Regions from separate parts of the Mus musculus genome. Here all the other regions are linked to region 1. Evidence: chromatin contacts called from public Hi-C data. All regions are on one chromosome and are shown on one strand. Each heading gives the region's core, a stretch centred on a gene start, on an enhancer-like site or on the middle of the called end of the contact. The rest is flanking DNA. Distances are from core to core; before and after follow the strand shown. Region 1 overlaps Gm41060 (a long non-coding RNA gene). Region 2 has its middle 30 kb from the start of Ankrd55. Region 3 has its middle 10 kb from the start of Gm33849. Region 4 has its middle 16 kb from the start of Gm41062.

Region 1 (2,907 bases), core at 293-2,792:
TGTGTGTGTGTGTGTGTATGTGTCTGTGTGTGTGTCTGTGTGTGTGTCTGTGTGTGTGTCTGTGTGTATGTCTGTGTCTGTGTGTATGTGTGTATATGTATGTATGTTTATGTGTGTCTGTGTGTGTGTGTGTATGTATGTGTGTGTATGTATGTGTGTGTGTATGTGTGTGTGTGTGTGTATGTGTGTGTGTTCTTTCTAACCTATTTCATTTTATAGGTATCCTTTTTACAGTTGACTCCACAAGCAAAGCCCTTCATTTTGGTTCTCCATGAGCGGTGTCTTTTCTTCCTTTTGGAGATGCCCTGGCTGCATCCTGCTGGAACTGCCTTAATCAGCAAGGTGCCCCTTTCTGGAACTGTCTGAGTCAACCTGGTGAACAAAAGGCTCTCTGTAATGGTTGTGGATTGTTCCTTCTTCCTCAAATATGTTCCTGGGCCAGGTTTCTCTTCGTAGTATTGTTGTTTTAAACTCTTGAGACCTTTAAGATAATTATTCTATCTATGATTATTCCAGTTGATTGTTCAAGCTTGAACTGAGTGCATTCCTTAGTAACAGCCTCTTTGGAATATTTTCCATGTGTGTATACAAAGTATACGTAATGAGACAAGCATAATTTATAGTGATATAGGCATATACATACAGTTTTAGACAGTTATGGGGCCTATGGAGCCCATACATACATAGATATATATTTTTACTTGTAAACTTCTATATGTAACTTCTTCTCTAATTGATTAAATGTAAAGTCAGTTTCAGTCCCCCCCATAGAGTAAAATTTTAATACAAAAACAAAAAACAAACAAACAGAAGAACCTGTCCCTCCTCAGGCATTAAGGTAGTATCTATGTCAGTTTTTTGTGTCCCAAAGGACACAAGTCCCTCAGTACCATCACACTGGCATTTAAGGAACTCTGAGACTAGCAACATTTAGTTAAAATTCTATCAAGTCTTCACAGGTAGCGAGGAAGGCATCCTGGCATGAGAAACTTGTTATTTTTCCAAACGTGTAAGCCATCCCATATGTGGCGCACGCCTTTAATCCCAGCACTCGGGAGGCAGAGGAAGGTGGGTTTCTGAGTTCGAGGCCAGCCTGGTCTACAGAGTGAGTTCCAGGACAGCCAGGGCTATACAGAGAAACCCTGTCTCGAAAAAAGGAAGAAAGAGAGAGAGAGAGAGAGAGAGAGAGAGAGAGAGAGAGAGAGAGAGAGAGAGAGAGAGAGAGAGAGGAAAGGGAAGAGAAAGAGAAAGAAAGAAGAAATGGTTCTTAAAAAACAAAACAAAACAAAAAAAACCGAACCAAACCAAAACAAACAAACAAAAAAGAAGGGCTTTCCCATAAGTTAACAGTAAACAAGAAAAAATGATTTAAAAAAATAGGCAGTATACTGTTTATGTGGGCAGCAAGCCTGGTTTTAAATCGCTTCTCAACACTGTGAGGCTGTGAGAAGGCAACTCCGGGAAGGTAGTAGGTCAGAGCTTGGATGCTGAATATCCTCAAAGGCCCACACATCCTGGTCCCTCCCTCCTCTTTTGCTTCCTGGTCACGAGGCCTGCAGTTTCCTCTGCCCAGCTTTCTTCCCCTACCTCTGGCTGCCATCAGGCACACTTCCCCAAGTGCGAAAGCAATGTGTCCCCACAGCAAACCTTTCCTCTTTAAAAGCTAATTAGGACATGTATTGTTTTAAACAGCCAATGGAAAGCTGACCAAAGAAACTTGTTTGTTAGCAAGCAGAAGTGGATTTAGGGACCAACATGAGCAGGTTCCAAGGGTTCCTGATGGCAGGTTCATCGATAAGCCCCAACTACAGAGCACTCATGGGCTTCAACTATGGACAAGGGAAGGCAACTGAGAACGAAAACTCAGTGCCTGCATCGGCAGAAGAGATCCCGAGAGGGCTCAAATCTCAATCCAGTCCACAGGGTAAATAGAATCTCCTCAAGAAAATAAATGAGATCCTATTACCCACCGCATACAGTGAATGGATACCTATAGATTAGTGGTTCTCAACCTGTGGGTCTCCATCCTTTTGTCGTCAAACAACCCTTTGACAGAGTCACCTAAAACCATCAGAAAACACAGATATTTACATTACAGTTCCTAACAGTAGCAAATCCACAGCTTTGAAGTAGCAAGAAAAATAATTTTCTTGTTGGGGGTCCCCACAACCTGAGGATCTGTGTTAAAGGGACAGCAGCATCAGGAAGGAGAGAACCTCTGCCACAGACTCTGCTTTGCAAATGACAAATGATGGGGCTGTCATTTCTATGACCTACTGAGTCCCTATTGTTATTTTAACTCTACTGGATGAAGAGCCTCTAGTCCCATCTATCTGGGGATAATAGCAGATACTCTGTAAATAGTCTAGGGCAAATGGATGCCTTTGTAGACAATGCAGACTTTAATACTGATAGCCAAAGAGTAAAAAGAAATACCAATCTTTTGTTTCTAAAGTGATATCGCAAGAGCCTGTAGATACGACTTCATTGAGGAGTGTAATGGCTCAGACCTTGTAGTGTCTTTCATGTCTCATTAAATCTCTGTGTATTTCAAGCATTCACTCCTCTCATTAACCCTATAGGCAGGTGCTATCAGAACCTTTCAGCTGTATATTTCATACACAAGGAAGTCAGTGTACAGACCAGTTGAGTAATCTGCTCGTGGTTGGCAGAAGACAAAAGTGGGACATGGATACTTAGGGCAGATTTTCAAGCACAGTGAAGTTGGCTTATCACTGTTTCGAGTAAAACCAGACTTGGGTTGGACTAGTTGGTCCTTCAGGTCATTTGGTTAAGTGACTATTTTATGATATTATTTCTGTCTCAGTGACATGCATATAAGGGAGGGATTAAAAGCCAATGTCCAGAGCTGTAGTGTAAAGTCTCTTTACTCCACCATATGGACTG
Region 2 (2,907 bases), core at 261-2,760, 430 kb before region 1:
GTTGTTATGTGGGTAACACCACATAGCATGTGGGTAAGACCACTGTTTTCTCTTCCTGAGCCAACTTCCCAACACCCTCCAGCACCATGAAAACTAGCCAGCAGGAAGAGAACTTCCTGATAAGTTTGAGATTGAATTCTTGATGTCTTTCAACTAAAGTGTATGGTGTATTCAGCAAAAGAACTTCCCCCTGAACCCCACTTAGTTATGTTGGCAACCAAGATCAAACAACAGCCTACATAGTTCTGGATCCCTCCAGGGCCCCTCTGACCAATAACTTGGTGGGCAAAATTTCATGTCCAGCACTGAAATCTTCAGGAAGGACTTAAACAGAGAAGGAGGATCTAGGGTTTTGGCAGCAAAAGGACCAGAGAGTGAGAAATGGAAAACCAAGCACACTTTCTCTTGGATCATTTCTGTATAGTGCAGCAGAATTGTTTGCCACCCTGAGAAGTACAACAATAGCAGCAACAATAACAGCAGCAGCAGCAACAACAGCAACAACAACAACAGCAACAACAGTAACAGCAGCAATAACATCATCATCAACAATAACAAAACCAAGTCAAGGTGTGCACAGGCTAGATCCAGCCCTTCAGGTTACACACTGAGACTTGGCCATCTAGAGATGCAGTGCACTGCAGCAGCCAGTTGGGGTCAGAGGTGCTTCATCTCAGAGAGCATCCAGGCTTTGCCTATAGCTAGCTCTGTCTTTAATTTCTCAAACTTGCAAACCCTCTACAGTCAGAAAGCCAGTTTAAATTCTCTTGGAGTTTACATTTCTGACCAGGTAGAGCCGATGCCTGGGAAGAAAGAAGTGTCTGATCTCATGGGCCTTGGCGAGGAGATTGGTTTCAACTTTAAAACACTGAGAGTTTTGAGTTTTGTCCACTTGTTCTCGTCCTATCCCATGTACCTCTGTAGATTGTGGATACAGGGCTCTCAAGGACACTGAGCAGTCATGGACACAGAAAAATCATCTCCTTGGCTTAAGCGTGCAAACACCTGGAACGGAGGACTCCAGCCTAGCTTCCTAAATCCTTATCTCCATGGTACCCTGAACACATTGCTTAAGTGATATTGGTGGGTGTAATTGGCTCATAAGTGTTTATAAGCATCCAGGTCAGAATAAGCTTGTGATAACCAACTCTATATATCTCTTTCTGCAGCCTACCTAAGGGATATCACGGGGATAGATAGATGGACAGGATCCATTGTTAGGATTGTTAGGGCCATAAAAATGTGCAAGTGTGGAAAGCCAGGACCTTCCTCCTGTGTTAACCAGCTTTCTGTCACTACAACAAAATACCCAAAGACGTTCAAATTTACAAAGAGGAAAGGTTTGCTTTGGCCATGGGGTTGGAGGTACTACTTGGTCCTATTGCATGTGAACTTGTGTAACAAGGCAAGGTAGAATCATATCACGGTGCCGTGGTAAAGCAACTGTTGACCATGTGGTCAGAATGTGGTAGAAAAGGAAGAGGCAGAGAGGAGGGCCCCAAGGACTACACAACCTCCTACTAGGCCTCTTAAAACGTTTGTCATCTCCCAGTAATGCCAAGTTGACTAAGTCTTTAGTACACAGGTCTTTGGGAGGAGGTGGGGGGCGGCTTTCTAGATTCTAGATATAAACCGCAGTGTTTGAAAGCTGGTTGCGAAACATCTGCGTGCACATCGATGACGACATACATTAGCTGCTCAGCCCAGAAGGCATCTGTGAAAGAGGAGGGGTAATCTCTGAGAATCAAAAGGATCTTCCAGGATAAATCGGTCTAGAAACTATAGTCAAGAATCCCCCAAAGTGATTTTCCTGTCAAGGGCAAAGAAGACATTAAGTCAAAATTTCCTGTAGAATTTTTAATGGTTAGGCGATGGTGCTAAATGGCCCACAAAGCCACGTGACCTCCTTCCCTTTCTAATCCTAATCTTAGACCTTGAGAAAAATCTCAAACCTCTTTAGAAAGAGGCATTATTGTTTCTACAAAGTGTGTGTATGTGTGCGTGTGCGCGTGCGCGTGCGCGTGTGCGTGTGCGTGTGTGTGTGTGTGTGCGTGTGCGTGTGTGTGTGTGTGTGCGTGTGCGTGTGTGTGTGTGTGTGTGGTGTGGGGGGGGGAGTGAAGTTGAGGGACACCATCAGAAGGAAAGAGTGGCTATCTTTCTCCTTTGTGTCACATCAGGGACCATTGAACAATGTATGTTTGCTCATGTTTGTACAACGCAAGAATTTAAACCCATAAAATCAGCTTTGCTTAGGGGAGACAGTTTCACAGGCATAGATGATCATCCTTGCCGCTCCTTCAAAGTTGCTGGGAGACATGGTCAACGAGTCTGCTGGAGTGTAATGTTTAGAGCATTTTATTCACAGGGAGCATTTTAATCTACATTTTTATTGTTGTAATTAAGTGATTTGAAAGACATTATAGACCTGGTGGTGTTCTGGGTGTTTTGGGAAGATGGCCAAATACAGATGGCAACTCATTGGCTCTCTTTATGTAGCCCTGGCTGGCCTGGAACTCACTATGGAGACCAGGCTGTCCTCTAATTTAGAAATCTACCTGCATCTACCTCCTGAGTGCTGGAATTAAAGGTGTGTGTGATGATGCCTGTCTGCTGAGCTGAGTACTTCAAACTGATCTATGGGACTTGAAGTTAGCTTTAGGAAAAGAATTAACGAAGAAATCAACGACCAGTGAAGGCCTGGAGAAACAGAAGTCAAGAGGTGGAGTTGTTGCTCTGAGGATAATCCAGGGCTGAGTAAAGCTTTCTGGAATCACCAATCTAAGGCTGGCTTCTCAGAGGGGCATGAAAAGGCTGGTTCTGGGGTCTCTGAAAGCTGGAGCCAACTGCTGCTGCTGCTGCTGCCCCTGCTGCTACTACTACTACTACTGCACCCACAGGAAGAGCAGT
Region 3 (2,907 bases), core at 254-2,753, 370 kb before region 1:
TCAAATTAGTCCAAACTTTTGAATACCGAATCATTTCGCTACCAAAGAAGGAGATCTACTATTTTTGGTTTCTCTCAAAGATTCTCAAAGATCCAGAATTCTCAGATATTTTCTGCTTCTGGCTTCAAATGGTCCAAACCGAGTCGGGGCTGCCCCCTGAGCTTATGCACGGTCTCCAGTTGGCCTGGCAGCCTGGTGCACTCCAGATCGACCTGATCCTCCAAGATGTCAAATCCACAGTGGGAAAAACAGAGTGAACAAGGAAAGGACATTCAGAAATAGATCCACTGGGAGTAAGCAGAGTTCAAGCCTGGGCTTTTCAGGCCATCCAATGAATGACTCCTGACTGAGGGGAAGTCTCTGCAGGCAGAGGCTCAGGGCAACACAGACTGAGAAATCTGATGATCCCCCCACCCTTCAGTCTTTGAATAAACAGCAACAAAACCAAACAAACTAGACAGATTCCAACAGAGCAGTAACAACAATAAAGGAACAGAGATTTAGCTGTTGGACATACAAACCCAAACCTGCTAGCTGGCTTGAACTAGGAGGCAGGATCATAGCGGGCATCTTTGAAGCGTGTGTCCATCCTTCTGGATTGACTAGCCTGCTGTGAAGGTAGACTTGGAAGTTAAAACTGATAAAATGTAGACGAGAAGCTTACAAACTGATTGCAGAAAATTCTTTTAGAAGGGGTACATGGCAGCCCTAGGAGGGGCCAACGAATCTCATTCTCCCAGACTCCCCCAAGTTCTGAAAATTCCTAAGCCAGCTTTGTTTCCGCAGCCCGCTGACAGCAGGTGGCGCAGGACCCGCCCACCCCTGCTGGTTTTGGTCCCACGGGGGAAAAACCGTGGCCAGAGATCCAAAAAAGCAAGGCGACTCCTTTTTCCTGCCTGGGTCATTTCCATGAGTCATGCACGCACTTTAATCTAGTCCTAACTATGGGAGAGGAACATCAAAACGACTGTCTGATCTTTTTATCAGTATCTAGTGGAAAACAAAAATCCCCTTTCATAGGATCCTCACAGGACGTGTTTATTTGCCCTTTTCATCTCGTTGCCGGCTCTTCCTTCCCAGAATCAGTACGGAGGAAGAAAAAGGAGCCTCTGCGAAAGGCAAAGAAAGGGTTTGATGGCTCAGGTCGGGCAGAGATGTCAGCCTGGAAGGAACAAGTCTCCTTAGAGTAACTTAAGAATTCTTCTCGCTGAATGCTTTCCAGCTGTTTGTAGGAGTGTGCGGGTCGGATCTCTTTGGCTGGAAAAGCGGAGGACCTGTTGGATGATTCTAATCTTAGACTTTTGGTGTCAGGTGGATGGATCTGGAGTTGAATCCTGAATGTAACACTGGTGAGCCGAGTGACTTTAGGCAATGTCTTTGAGTAAGTTTAAATTTAGCGTTTAGATCCATAAAATGACCACTAAAATAACAGTATTGATACAGTGCCCACATACCTGTCAACGATTAAGCTTCTAATCTCTGCCTGACATTGATTTATGGATTTTGGGTGTAATGTTTGATTTAACCACCACAGCAATCTCAGACTTGAGTACCATGACCAGGCCCATTTTACAGATTGGGAACCTGATACACAGAGTTAGAAGAATGTGTTCAGTGTCTTGAGGTTAGAAGGCAGCGTAGTACCCTCCTCCAGTGGTTAGGGAGTCTTTAAATATGCTAGAAGATTAGTTCCCAGTAAATGAACAGCGTATAATATATTTTAAAATAAAAGAGAAACAGGAAAGAGTTCCCCTTCCAACTGCTCCAAGCACTAATCACGTCTGTTTCAACCAAATGAATGATTCTGTCGTTACCCTTTATGTGAGAGCAATTCATAGTATGTCTTACGTTTTAGCCCAAGTTACCCAAAATCATGGAGAATCTTCCTATAAAGGCTGCAGGCATCACCAGACTCTGGGCCAGGAAACGTTATATTCAAGAATCTGCTCTGTTCATCTTTTGAGCCTAAAGGGGCTCTAGCGGACCCACGCATCACAAACGTGGCCTTGCACTTCCCCCTCCCCATCTCCTTTTCCTTGCTAAAATCTCTTAGATTACATTCCTAAAGCTAGCCACCAAAGTCACTTTCCTCATTTGGGCACTGTCTCCTCCTGAGGCTGACTACCAATGTCCAGCTAGCATAGTACTGAAGTCTGGCATTCAAAAGCCTCTTTTTGGTTGCTGTGATTAACATGTCCAATCAAAATTAAACACATCATCCTATGCCGCCATATGCCTACGGGCCAGATCTGTCTCCTCTCTATCCAGAGAAAGTCCTTTGTCCTTTGGGGACAAATATCCCTCCCCCACCCCCTTGGTCCTTTCCCCTTCTCTCTCATCCTCTATCTCCTGTCTTTGTCTCTGATTCTCTGACCTTTGTTCCTTTTCAGTAAATACAGCTTCTTCGCGCTGAGAACTTTGTCTTGGGCCGGAACCTGTCCTTTCACAACTGACTAAACCAAGGCCATCAAGCTACTGAAAACCTACTGTCTATGAATGAGCAATAAATGTAGGAGTGTGCTTTAGAGCAGAATATAATCTCTTCCCTCAATGTGTGCTTCACAGACATGTGTATCATGCATACATGTGCTTGTATATACACACACACACATACACCCCTACTTGGGCATTCAAGACCACACTTTGGAAGTGATCCAGCTTAAGCTGGATCTTCCTGTGAGACTGTTTGGGACCACGGTCAACTAACACAACAGAAAGTAGGTTTTCACTGTTCTGGAGTCCGGAGGCCAAGGTCAGTTTTTTCTGACACTTCTCTTCATGGATTGGCACCAGTTCGATGCCTCATGGCCTTTTCTCGGTATATGCCTGCAGAGTCTGATCTTTTCTTCTCTCTCCTCGTCCTTCTCCTCACTTTTCTCCTCTTCCCTTTCTCCAGAGCTTCTGGAT
Region 4 (2,907 bases), core at 114-2,613, 260 kb before region 1:
TTCACAGTCCATAAATAGACACCAAGTGCAGACATCCTGCCTTTTGACCTGACTTTTGCCACTGGAAGCATTTAGGAGTACACTAGTATTTCTTTGCTCTTCTGTAAATGAGACTGGGTTGGTATACACCCAGTAAGATGGCTAGACAGATCCTACCATGCTCATCTGTCCCTGGGACCCTATGGAGAACCCTGACCAAGCCTTTGGAGCTCATTGGCTTTCGGTAGGACCCGGTTGAATTCTGAATTCAACGACTCCAGAGCGGATGTTTCTTGTGAGCCCGGCTCAGGAGATAGGTAGCGTGAGAATATGAAGTTGCATTTCCAATTTTCATCTCACAGACTTAAATAGATTCTGGGGGAAAAAAAAGACAAAGACTGTAGAAATATTCAGATTTAGTATCAGTAACTTGCAGCTTAAAGAAAGCATGACAACCCAAGATTGTCTGGGAACGTGCACCCTGTGGTACTGCTATTCTAACTGCAGGGACTGAGGGGGAGCACTGTTGGGACTGTTATAGACCTACCCTTCAGCATAGAAGGGACACACGTCTGCTCACCTGCCATGCCTCAAAGTCCGAGTTCCAAAGTTAAAGACATTTAAGCTTTCTTTGAGAAGGAAAATGACACTGGAAATCCTGTGCTAAAGAGAACAGAAGCCCTGAAAACTGTCCGTGGGAGCCAGTTTATGTGCCTTCAGTATATTCCCTAAAAGGGTCTCAGACCACCTTCCCTCAAAGTTAAGAACCAAACTGTTTCAGCCCAAACTTCTTATTTCGTAGAAGAAAAGAACACGCAAGCCAAATCTTTAAACAACTTGCCAAAACCCCAAACAATATCCCTCACTTGCCAGAACAGCCTTTAATTGAGAGCGGGACTGGTTCCTGCCAGTACTGGGGAGAGACCCTACTTGCAGGCACTGCACAAAGCTCCAGCCCCTGCCTTGCCAGTTCTCCCTCAGTGTCCAAATTAAATTTAGAGAGGAAGACGCGAGGTCATGGGAAGGGTCCTTGCTTCCTGGAGGTTTCAAATCCCAAATGGAGGCTGGAAACTGGTAAGGGATCCTCCTTGGGAACTTCTGAAAAAATAACTCATTTGAAAGTATCCCGATGCCAAGAAAAACGTGACCCTGTCCCCCGCCCTTCGGCTCTCCCCACAGCCCTCCTTCCTCCTGGCAGGTAACCTGGGCTTCCATGGTATTCTTTCAGCTTCCTCGGACCTCCAGCTGAGCTTCCCGTAGGGAGGAGGGATACAAAAGGCATTAGCCTGGAAGGACTGGTTTTACCATCTCTTTTCAGACCGCTGTTTCCTCTTTGGAAGACCACGTGTTTTCCTTAATTCGGTTTCCTGTTCCCCATCCTGCTGTCACCTCATCTTTACCCCCCACTTCCAGCCCAAGCTGGCAGATCACTCAGCTTCTCAACCAGCCACACCAGTGTTTCCTTTCCGCCTTTTTTATTTAAAAAAAAAAATGAATTTCCTCTTCTGACTCCTCCAGCTTAAGGACCCCTCATCTTTGTCCGAGTGCCATAGACAGTAGGACTCGTGAGAAGAAGGCAATTTAACAGCTCTCTCAAGCCTTTCTTTGGACTTCATTCACTAGCCTCTGATTTGCTATCTGTTTCTCCCACTTCCTGTTTCCTAGGGTGCATTTGTGTTCACTGTAGCATAGACTCAGATAGCCAGGTATTAAAGGTACAATATGTAGATGCTCTTGAATATCAGAATAGAAGAAATTGTATAGAGAACTATGAGATTGCAGGAAGGCAGAAACACAAGAAGAGCTACTGTGAGGTTTGTGTTTCAAAGAATTTAGAACTTCTAAATGAGAGTAAGAATCACAAAGTGCAGCTACGTCTTGAAGTGTCAGAGGAAATACCTGTTTTTACTGAACCAGTGCCATGCAAATACGTATGCACAACATCGTCGTCCCTCATCCTCGTGCGAGGCCCAGGTGAACGGCCATGCTCAAGCTTCCACCCTCATCCCCACAAGGAGCCTTACAGGACAACAACGCCAACAGGAAGCAGAGAAGCAGACAGGGATGTGACTGTGAAGACAAATCTCAGGCAACTAAAGTAAAAATCTCCTCCGTTTGTCAATTTGAAAAGGACCATGCAGCTCTGGGAACACAGGCTGGAGCTCCCTCAGGTAAGAATCCTAACGAAGAGACTTCACCCGCTGCGTTCATGAGGTTGTTTGAGAGATCTGGGGGGCTCAAACACCCAGTAAGGTCCAGAAATTCAAAGTCAGAACCAGAAGTCCAAGGCGAGGCCCAGCGCGGGCCAACTTGAGGAAAGTGCACACTGCTTCATTCTGGGTTTTCTGTCTCCCTCTGTATTCCTAAACAGTCTCCAGCCCGTTTCTTTTCTATTCTGTTTGGTTTGTTTTTTTTTGTTTTTTTGGGTTTTTTTTTTTTGTTTGTTTGTTTTGAGATAGGATTTCTCCATATAGCCCTGGTTGCCCTGGAACTCACACTGTAGACCAGGCTGGCTTCCAACTCAAGAGATCTGCCTGTCTCTGCCTCCTGACTGCCGGAACTAAAGGCTCATGCCATCACCACCTGGCTCAACTGTTTCTCTAAATGGCTGAATATCTTGATTCTCTAAGGATTTTTCCATGTTTTCTCCACCCCCCCCACACACACACAAAAGATGCAATTGGGGAGGAAAAGTGGTTTTTTGTGTGTCACCACTATTGAGTGTGGGGTTTTTTGGTTTTGTTTTTTTTTTGAAAGCTTCAACATTGAATTTTCTGGGTCTCTTCAGCCACATGGTGAGAAAGAGAGTGGGAAAAGTAATAGGCCTTCAGTCCTGGACTGTGATCAGAGAGCTTCGGGGTGTGTCTTAGTTAAGCTGTCTATAGCTGTAACGAAACATCATAGCCAAGAAGCAAGTTGGGAAAGAAA

The links. A called contact is a pair of places that touch in the nucleus more often than the background predicts.
Region 2: a contact with region 1 is called in a Hi-C map of bone marrow-derived macrophages, with 15 read pairs. The contact joins two enhancer-like sites. A contact is called at or near these places in 22 of 39 promoter capture datasets (the 3T3-L1 cell line, 3T3-L1-derived adipocytes, the C10 cell line and 14 more), 2 of 15 datasets of contacts at CTCF or cohesin (both in embryonic stem cells), 8 of 484 Hi-C or Micro-C datasets (B cells, LSK cells, bone marrow-derived macrophages and 2 more), 20 of 115 datasets of contacts at active chromatin or transcription factors (CD8 T cells, astrocytes, bone marrow-derived macrophages and 14 more) and 4 of 9 other capture datasets (adipose tissue, embryonic stem cells, liver and 1 more).
Region 3: a Hi-C map of bone marrow-derived macrophages shows a contact between it and region 1, with 16 read pairs. The contact joins two enhancer-like sites. A contact is called at or near these places in 17 of 39 promoter capture datasets (the 3T3-L1 cell line, 3T3-L1-derived adipocytes, the HPC-7 cell line and 12 more), 1 of 15 datasets of contacts at CTCF or cohesin (the NIH/3T3 cell line), 2 of 484 Hi-C or Micro-C datasets (bone marrow-derived macrophages and nephron progenitors), 16 of 115 datasets of contacts at active chromatin or transcription factors (bone marrow-derived macrophages, craniofacial prominence, embryonic basal ganglia and 11 more) and 3 of 9 other capture datasets (adipose tissue, embryonic stem cells and liver).
Region 4: a contact with region 1 is called in a Hi-C map of bone marrow-derived macrophages, with 23 read pairs. The contact joins two enhancer-like sites. A contact is called at or near these places in 8 of 39 promoter capture datasets (the 3T3-L1 cell line, 3T3-L1-derived adipocytes, the HPC-7 cell line and 5 more), 3 of 484 Hi-C or Micro-C datasets (the AML12 cell line, Sertoli cells and bone marrow-derived macrophages), 9 of 115 datasets of contacts at active chromatin or transcription factors (bone marrow-derived macrophages, craniofacial prominence, embryonic forebrain and 6 more) and 4 of 9 other capture datasets (adipose tissue, embryonic stem cells, liver and 1 more).

Annotation. Positions count from the first base shown.
Region 1 is chr13:111,823,021-111,825,927 of GRCm38.p6, reverse strand. All of the region lies in intron 1 of Gm41060 (a long non-coding RNA gene), which reads right to left. Among named protein-coding and RNA genes, the nearest start is that of Gm41060, 4.7 kb to the right of the region's middle. Within about 2 kb of position 1,542, at least 3 of the 459 cell types and tissues checked have an H3K27ac peak or open chromatin away from gene starts, as enhancers often do. A contact at or near this core is called in bone marrow-derived macrophages, where this site is marked.
Region 2 is chr13:112,257,349-112,260,255 of GRCm38.p6, reverse strand. No RefSeq gene overlaps it. Among named protein-coding and RNA genes, the nearest start is that of Ankrd55, 30 kb to the left of the region's middle. Within about 2 kb of position 1,510, at least 42 of the 459 cell types and tissues checked have an H3K27ac peak or open chromatin away from gene starts, as enhancers often do. A contact at or near this core is called in bone marrow-derived macrophages, where this site is marked.
Region 3 is chr13:112,194,952-112,197,858 of GRCm38.p6, reverse strand. No RefSeq gene overlaps it. Among named protein-coding and RNA genes, the nearest start is that of Gm33849, 10 kb to the right of the region's middle. Within about 2 kb of position 1,503, at least 44 of the 459 cell types and tissues checked have an H3K27ac peak or open chromatin away from gene starts, as enhancers often do. A contact at or near this core is called in bone marrow-derived macrophages, where this site is marked.
Region 4 is chr13:112,083,062-112,085,968 of GRCm38.p6, reverse strand. No RefSeq gene overlaps it. Among named protein-coding and RNA genes, the nearest start is that of Gm41062, 16 kb to the left of the region's middle. Within about 2 kb of position 1,363, at least 23 of the 459 cell types and tissues checked have an H3K27ac peak or open chromatin away from gene starts, as enhancers often do. A contact at or near this core is called in bone marrow-derived macrophages, where this site is marked.